2 separate regions of the Mus musculus genome follow, and region 1 is linked to region 2. The links are chromatin contacts, called in public Hi-C maps. All regions are on one chromosome and are shown on one strand. The core of a region is the stretch at or near the end of the contact, and the rest is flanking DNA. Distances in the headings are between cores, read along the strand shown.

Region 1 (4,442 bases), core at 588-3,087, 130 kb after region 2:
GTCTGACATTCTCAAGAATGTCTCATTTCACAGACAAGGAAACTGAGGCCCAAATCCCACATCTATCAGGTGGCTGATACAGGTCTTCTTCATCGGATTCCTCCAGCATCCACCCGTTTTTGCCAGCCAGAGCCTTGGTCTGCAGTCAGAGCCTCGTGCTGAGACCAGAGCGGGACTTAGGTATGAGGACTGGGAGTTATTTGCTGAAACCTCAGGGTAAGTAAGAGACACGCTGTGGTTTTGACTCAGTGCAAACACCTTAAGGAGAGGCCTCTCTACACTGGGCCAGCACTGTAGGAGATGCTTACCTCCAGCCAATGGAGCCAATGTTCTGGAATCTTCCTTGGCGTTCACAATGATAGGTTGGTAAAGCTTTCTAGTTTCTTTTATTTTCTACATTCTCCAGGCTTTTAGGTTCAACTTGTCTCTGTTACTTGCCCAGTGTTTCAGAAGCGTAACAATGTATCAAGGAAAGGGATTGATGCTGAGGAAGCCCCTACTGTGTGTCTAACAAGCCCCTACTGTGTGTCTAACACGCTCCCTCCTTAAATCCTCCATGTGAGCCTAGCAGATAACAGAATCCAGGATCCAGAGGAGGCACAGAGTCTGGGATGTGTCCAGGGCCACACATCCAGGAAGGAGAACCAAGGTCTTGGGCTGAGTGTGACTGGTGGCTTTTCTCTGACCTGTTAGTATGAAGATCACAGGGAACATTTCTCAGGAGCCAGCAACACGGCTCAGCATGGGTGCTTTCTGTGCAAGGCTGGCTGGCTACCTTGGATCCCTGCAACCCAGATAAAGGTAATAGGAGAAAAGGCAGACTCTCCCAGCTGCCCCGAGGCCTCCACATGTGTGCTATGGGAGTGCATCCCTGTGCCCACGTCAATAATAAATGAAACAAAGCAAAACAAAAATGAAGCCAGTGACAGCTTGGGCTGGAATTTAAGCCACAATTAATTGAGCCAAAGGTAGAAACTGTCCCTAGACATGAGGGACCCTTGGGGACATTAAAATGTGCTTCTTGAATGTCAAGGATAAAGTTCTTCTAAGCTGCCGACAAATATCCATGAAAGGAATTTTAGCATTAAATAAAGTTCGACGAGTTTTTATCGATACCTTCTTAGAGCCATGTATGTGTGGGGTGGGGAAGGCCAGTAGGTAGTCCTGGCAACCTCACACTACTGAGGTAGAAGTTGTCAAGCATAACTGAGAGGCAGGGCTTCCAGAAACTTCTCTTAGAGCTCACTGACATTATTTTTAAAGGTTCTAAGAAGAATACTGGCTCAACTTTTTTCAGTCCAGACTTTTCTGAATTTTGCAATGGTCCCTCCTCTACTGCCCTCTTGCCCCTGGGGAATGTTTGCAAACATCTTTGGAATAGTCTAGGGGAGCCCCATCGGCCTGCAGGCAGCTCCACGGTGGGGGCCTGGGCTGTCAAAGCCGAAGGACACGCCCCTTTCTTTGTTCAACAGACCATGGGGCTCTGCTGCGAGGACTACAGAAGCTTCTCTTTGCTCTCTTGGTCAGAAAAGATGTTAGCTCCAGCTAGGATCTAGCTTAAAACGGGTGTCCTTCCAAATTGGGGGATTACTCAAACCTCTCAGCCTTTGAGCTAGAGGGATCCCTCGGGTCAGCAAACAAGTGTTCAGGCACGTGAGTGCCGCGTGGCTTTCGGAACACATGCAGGAGCGGGTTCCAGCAGGAGACTGATGCAGCCTGAATTGTAATCAGAGGAACACACTGGAAAACAACAGATTCGGGCCCTTTGCCTCTGGGCCGGCTTGGCAGCGTGGTGCACAGGACTCTGCTTGCCTCTGTGCTGAGCTCACCCTGCCAAGAGCCAGACTTTGTCCGAACATCCATGTGCGGGCTGAAGAGGGGAATCTGTTGACAGGACCCAGCTTCCAAGCCTGGACCTCGTGGCCATAGCTCTTCTCCAAAGTGACACGTAGCCAGGGCTGTTTACCCAGCAGAGTCAGTGCTTGGAGGCCACTTAGCTTGCCAGTGCTGTGGTAAGACGGAAATGCCTACATGGGCGTGGTGACATTTGTTTCTAGGTTGGAAAATAGCCTGGCAGTGTTCTTTGATGTCCCATGGTCCTGGACTGGCTTCAGGCCTGTCACCAGGCTTTCTGAGCCACCAGCTCTTCTGTGAGACATGCCCCCCCCCCCCCTGAGCTTAGCCTTCAGATTGGGTCATCAAGAATCTGTGGGAATCTCTGCATACCTTACCAAGTAGTCACTGTTTCTAGTCTGTCCTGAGTCACATGCATTTAAATGTCCCAGTAACGCCATGAGGGGGGAGTCCAAGGGTGCTCCTCATGTTATGTTGGGAAACTGAGCCCCAGAGAGGTGGAACTGGCTTCCAGGATTTCTGGGGTGGAGCTGGCATCTCTGCTTAGGTCTGATCTACAGAGGCCCGGCCCCAGTCACTTCATCTCTGCTTCAGAAATGGCCTCCCTCCGAGGGCCTGTTGGCGCGCTAGGGTCTCCCAGTTTCTCCTTAGGATCTTTTCTGCCAGGTGCTCCAGAGAAAGATGTGGGGAGGAGAAGTGGCCTTCTCTCTCTGGCTTGGAGGCCGCTGTCCCCTCGCTTGGGGTATCATAGAGTAGGGGCACAGAGGCTTGGAAAGGACAATTATCGAACTCACTTTGTCCTCCCAGAAGCTATGAGGGGAACAACCAAATATCTCATTTCATAGTTAGGAAACTGAGGTACAGAGAAGAATGTATGACGTTATATACTGACAAGCATCAGAGGTGAGGCCTAAACTCACAGTGGCTGGCTCTGGACATACCTGATGTACATTATGCTGTATTTTAGGTCTCAGAGGGCTGAAGATGGAAGATGTGGCCCTTTAATATGGTTCCTCGTGTTGTGGTGACCCCCCCCAACCATAAAATTATTTCTGTTGCTACTTCATAACTGTAATTTTACTACCGTGACGAATTGCAACGTAAATATCTATGTTTTCTGGTGGTCTTAGGTGACCCCCGTGAAACAGTCCATTGATCCTGAGGGGACTGAGACCCACAGGTTGAGAACCACCGCTGTAGAAGAAGCAATAAGCCCTCCCTACTCATACTATGGGAAGCCGAGTTCTATATCTACCTTTTCCTCTGCATCCAGGCCCAAGGGCAAGGTGTAAGAAGAGGAAATATTTAACTTTTTGTGTTACTCTGACCAAAAACCTGTCAAGAGGCAACCTAAGGGAGAAAGAAATTACTTTGGCTCACAGTTGTAAGGATACAGACCCAGTGCGGTGGGGAAGGCAGCTGGTCCCATTACACCACCCGCCAGGAAGCAGCTGACAGGAAGTGAGGGCAAGGCTATCAAAAATGTAAGGCTCACGGCAGCCCCTAATACTTCCTCTATCAAGACTCCACCTGAAGTGTTTCCACCATCTTCCAAAACAGCAGAGCTTGCAGGAAACCAGGTGTTCAAACACATGAGACTGTGGGGGAGATTCCACATTCAAACCACAAGGGGGAGTGTGCTGATGGGTGGTAGGGAAAAGGCACCCATTTATCTACTGGTTCCTTGGGCGCATTGCACCTGCAGTGTGTCTCACACTGTGATTGGCACAGAGGAATTTGGCTTTCATTGGACTGAACTTGAGTTTTTATCTCCATCGGAAGCCAGTTACGAAACTTCCGGGCGTCAGTGTCCTTCCCTCCCCAGGGAAGCTGGTGGCAGCACAGTTTCTGAGCTATAAGGAGGCCTCCGTGAAGTTAAAGACACTGGGGACTTAGAATAGTGCACGCCTGTGTAAGAGCTGAACAAGTGGTGGCTGTCAGTGCTATTATTACCTCTGTCCTTGGGAGCTCACTGTCTGGTGGGGCCCAGACATTAAAAGGAAGTAGATAATTTCCTGATGACTTGGGCCAGGAAGTGAGGCGGCATTGCTCAGAGCAGTGAGGTTAGAATTCCTGCCTCCTTGCTCTCTCTGAAGTGTCTTGAGGTCAGTCCTGCACTTCATCCTGAGGCTGAGGCCAGCTTCAAGTGCTCCTTCTGCACTGGCCCAGGGGGGTGCTGGTGCCCAGATTGGGTGTCTATGTCACTTTGCCTGTTCTCGTCTTCTAAACGTTTGGGGGCAAAGCTTCTGGGGTGGAGGGAGCAGCCAAGACAGCTTCACAGCTCAGCACAGACAGAAGCCCACCGGTGAGATGGGAAAGCCAAATGGCCAAAGAAATATATAGGAGCAAGTTTAATGGCGTGGTGACAAGCCACTCCGTAAAGCGATTGCACGCTGGCAGGTGATAAGCATTTTAGAAGCAATGAGACAGAAAAGGATTACTTGGGGCATGCTGGGGATCCTCCCTCCCAGCCTAGAATTCCTCCAGGGAGTTCTCAGCCAGCCGTGTAGATAGGGAGGGGGTCACTCCCCTGCGGCGGGCCCCAATTCTCAAGCATCTCCGACTTTATCGTAGGCTCCGGTGGCTTC
Region 2 (4,024 bases), core at 319-2,818:
TAGATTTGGGTCTTATGTCTGTTACTATTTTAGTAGGATTTGGGGGGAAGAAGCAAAATTACATATGTTTTATACATTCTGCCCACTTTTCCCACAGACTGAATTTACTTATTAGATTAGATATTCTGGGACTTGATAGGATTGCTCAGACCTGTAAAGTGAGGATCTGAGTTTGGACCCCCAGTACCCATATAAGAAGCCAACATGGTGGCATGTGCCTGTAATTCCATTCCTGGAATTGGGGGTCAGCTAGATCTTTCTGACCAACTAGCCTCAGCGTATTGGTGAGATTCTGGATCAGTGAGAGACCCTATTTCAAAAGAAGAGTGACTGAGAATGACACCAAATGTTGATCTCTGACTTCTACATGTAGATGTGAGCATGATGTCCAATTGCATAACTGTGAACATGTATATACCACACACATTTATGTATGTAGACACAAGACTAGAATATTCTTATGTGAGATACCACTACACGTAAGTGAAAGGAAAAGTATTAGTAACAATATGGTGGCTTGCAGAAGGAGCGCTACTGTAGAAGAGGAAAAATGTGCCTCCCTTGATTTTTGAGTTAGTAGGTTAATTGGAAAAAGTCTCAGAAGCCATCCATCTTTATTATAAATCAAGTAGGAAATAGTAAGTGTAACGGAGTTGGGAGCATTCTTTTGATTCCACAATTGAGAGGTGACCAGATTCCATATAGTTTTCTTAGACATTGCAAACTTCCTTTCTGAAGGCACTGTACACATTTCAGTTCTCCCTGGAAATGTGTTAGTTTCTCCTCCTGCTCTCCCTTAGAGGATTTTGTTGTATTCCTAAAACTTTGTCTAGCTGAGGTCTCAATATAGTTTAGCTTTTTGGCAGGTTTGTTTTCTCCTGGGGTAGGGGCGGTGGGTGGGAGACAAGGTTGCACTCTAGCCCAGGCAGTCTTGGAACTCATGGAAGTCAGTGAGCCACCATGCTCTGCTTCCCTGTTTTCTTCTAGTTCGTTTGTCTGTTATTTGAAGTGTTTGGTGTCAGTGTTCAGGCTTTTGTGTAGTCCAGTTTCTTAGTCGTTTGTTTCATTTGAATCTTGTTTTGAAATAGGAAAATCTTTTCTTACATAGTGGAAAGGAATTTACTTACATTTTGTTTGAAGCATCTGTATGATTTTAGTTTTTAATTTGGATCCATGCTCCAAGTGATACTTTGTTGTTGTTACAAATATTGTGTGGACCTAATAATCCTTTTTTGCAGACCTGACTGAATATATTTTCTTTAAAAAGATCAGTTTTCCCCTCACAGCTTTTCACATGCCACCTTATTACATTTGAAAATTTTATCATTTATTTTTGGATATGTGTGTGTGTGTGTGTGTGTGTGTGTGTGTGTGTATCTCTGTGTGTGTGTGTGTGTGTGTGTATGTGAAGCAAGGGTACATAGGTTTGTGTATACAGCATGCAGAGGGCAGGAGTCAGTTGTGTCTTCTCTATTTGCTCTCTATTTGCTGATCTTCTGAGATGCAGTAACTCGGAACTCACTGATGTGGCGAGGCCGGCCGGCCGGCCAGTGAGCTCTAGGATCCTCCTCTGTCTGCCTTCCCAGCCATGCGCCTGGCTGGCCTCAGGTCCTCGTGTTTGTGTGCTAAGGACTTTATTGACCGAGACATTTTCCTGGCTCCAGTTCTGAAATTTAAAAAACATTTCCCTATTACATAATTTCATTTGTTAAACTTTATTACTAGGTTTTATTTTTATCTGTTTGCCTGCCTGCCTGCCTGCTTATCTAGGGTTTTGTTTTTTTTTTTTTTTTGAGACAGGGTTTCTCTGTGCAGCTAGCTCTGACTCTCCTAGAACTTGCTCTGTAGACCAGACTGGCCTCGAACTCACAGATCTGACTGCCTCTGCCTCTGGAGTGCTGGGACTAAAGGTACCACGGCTTGGAGAATTTTTGTTTTGTTTTGTACTGTTTTTTAATTTAAAAAATAAAAGTGGTAAGTTGCTTAATATATGAGCATACTTTATAGACTTATTCCATATATGATTACTTATTTGTGGTATAACGGTAACTCAGGAGATGAAATAAGTTTCTTAAAAGACTTAGGCCCTTTTTTTTTCTGCTTACAGTGTTGGTAGTGTTGTGGAGTGTGGGCATAGTTTTCAGAGTTGGATTATCAGCTTTTCTTGACTGGGTCTTTTTCTGAGGTAACAACTGAGAGTTAGTACACTTATCAAGCTTTAGCTTTGCTATAATTCATATAGAGAACAGCAAAGATGCAGTGTTATTATAGGGGCTTAATTAACTCACTCAAGAAGAATAGATGGCCATTTAAATCCTCAGTAAAGTATAATGGATAATGTTATTAAAGAACTTGGAGATGAAAATAATTAGGCATCTAATTTTAATTTTAATATTACCTTTTAGGTACTTATTTTCAATTAACCTTTTTTTCAGAGAAGACTAGTATATATTGATATGAACTGCTATTTTGTGAGGGTTTCCCTCTCACTTCCTGATGGTCTTGTCAGCTTCTCTTATAGCCAGGAACAATTTGGAAGCTGATATGTAGGGTAGAGCTTTAGTGGGAATCAGGGTTGGTCACAGCAACTGTCAGAGGATAATTTACTTATGTTGCTGAAGCACACGACAGAACGTGGATGGAACTGTAACAACATGATACTGATAGGGTTTTTCTTTTCTTTTCCTTTCTTTTCTTTTCTTTTCTTTTCTTTTTCCTTCCTTCCTTTCTTCCTTCCCTTTTTTTTTTTTTTTCCCTGTGTGTCTCTATGTAGCTCAAGCATGCCTGGAACTGTCTTTGTAGCCCAGACTGGCCTTTTGATTGTCCAGCCTCAATCTTCTAACAGCTGCAATTACAGGTGTGCACTACAATACACATCTCAGAAGTTTCCTTTAAATGGTTTTTGCACAGTGAGACATAATCAGAAATAAATGCTGATGTCAAGACCTGAATTTAAACAAAGTGGGCTCAAATAGAATACAAAGATGAGGAGCCATAGACACAGGGAAAAAAGATAAAAAAGCCCCCTCCCCCTTGACGGAGGAAAGATGAGGAGCCATAGACACAGGGAAAAAAGATAAAAAAGCCCCCTCCCCCTTGACGGAGGTTTTGCTTTTGTTGGCATCAGAAAGCTGCTTTTCAGGTATTTCTAGACATGTGTGGCTTAGTGAATAGATACATGCACACGACAGAGACAGCTTAGATCTTAGAGCAAACCAAAGGATGTTTGAAAATTGGTTATTTAAAATCTCCTTGTACCCGTCTTATTAGGTGTAATTTTTTTTTTTTAAGAAGAAACTAATTTACTCCTGGCTATAAAGAGTGACATTGTGTCCGGGAAAATGCTGTACTAACACACTGTTCTGTCCCACAAGAGTACTTCTGAAGTCCCCAAATGCAGTACTGACAATCTGTGACAGGCTCTGAATTGTTGAGCAGTCATCAGGGAAGGTGGACAAGAGAATAAATGGTTATATGTAAGCTAAAGAGGAGATGGGAGGGTAAGAAATGAGGGCAGAACAGAGCAACTCCTAGGCTTTGTGGGCAGTTTGAATGAAAGTTGTTCTAGTAGTTAAGTTCTGTTGTAAGCAGGGAGACAAAAAATAAAAATAGGCTTTGTGGGGGTGGGACTGATTCCTTTCATAGGTGTCATTATTGTATTTTGTCATGTCATCAGAACTTTAAGGCTCAGGGAGCTGGAGAGATGGCCTAGCAGTTAAGAGCACTGGCTGCTCTTACAGAGGACCCAAGTTCAATTCCCAGCAACTACATGGTGGTTTATAACTCTGTAACTTCAATTCCAGGGATCCAGCACCCTCTTCTGGTCTCTGTTGGCACTAGGCACAACTTTCTGGGTTCTGGGAATTGAACCCTGGTCCTCTGGAAGAACAGCCAGTGTTCTCAAACGCTGAGTCATCTTTCCAGCTCCAGAATTTAAATTTTCAAAGAGACCAGATATATCACTTTATATCAGGATCAGAAAATAAAACAGTAAATATCAGTATAATGGAGATGAGAGCTTAGG

The links. A called contact is a pair of places that touch in the nucleus more often than the background predicts.
Region 1: a Hi-C map of liver shows a contact between it and region 2, with 2.6 times the contacts expected there. The contact joins two enhancer-like sites. A contact is called at or near these places in 2 of 15 datasets of contacts at CTCF or cohesin (the NIH/3T3 cell line and embryonic stem cells), 34 of 484 Hi-C or Micro-C datasets (the AML12 cell line, B cells, the HL-1 cell line and 11 more), 4 of 115 datasets of contacts at active chromatin or transcription factors (embryonic fibroblasts, embryonic stem cells, fibro-adipogenic progenitors and 1 more) and 1 of 9 other capture datasets (adipose tissue).

What each region holds. Positions count from the first base shown.
Region 1 is chr19:42,658,119-42,662,560 of GRCm38.p6, forward strand. No RefSeq gene overlaps it. Among named protein-coding and RNA genes, the nearest start is that of Gm25216, 40 kb to the right of the region's middle. Within about 2 kb of position 1,838, at least 99 of the 459 cell types and tissues checked have an H3K27ac peak or open chromatin away from gene starts, as enhancers often do. A contact at or near this core is called in adipose tissue, fibro-adipogenic progenitors and liver, where this site is marked.
Region 2 is chr19:42,528,558-42,532,581 of GRCm38.p6, forward strand. The region is part of intron 1 of R3hcc1l (R3H domain and coiled-coil containing 1 like); the gene reads left to right. Among named protein-coding and RNA genes, the nearest start is that of R3hcc1l, 12 kb to the left of the region's middle. Within about 2 kb of position 1,569, at least 12 of the 459 cell types and tissues checked have an H3K27ac peak or open chromatin away from gene starts, as enhancers often do. A contact at or near this core is called in adipose tissue, fibro-adipogenic progenitors and liver, where this site is marked.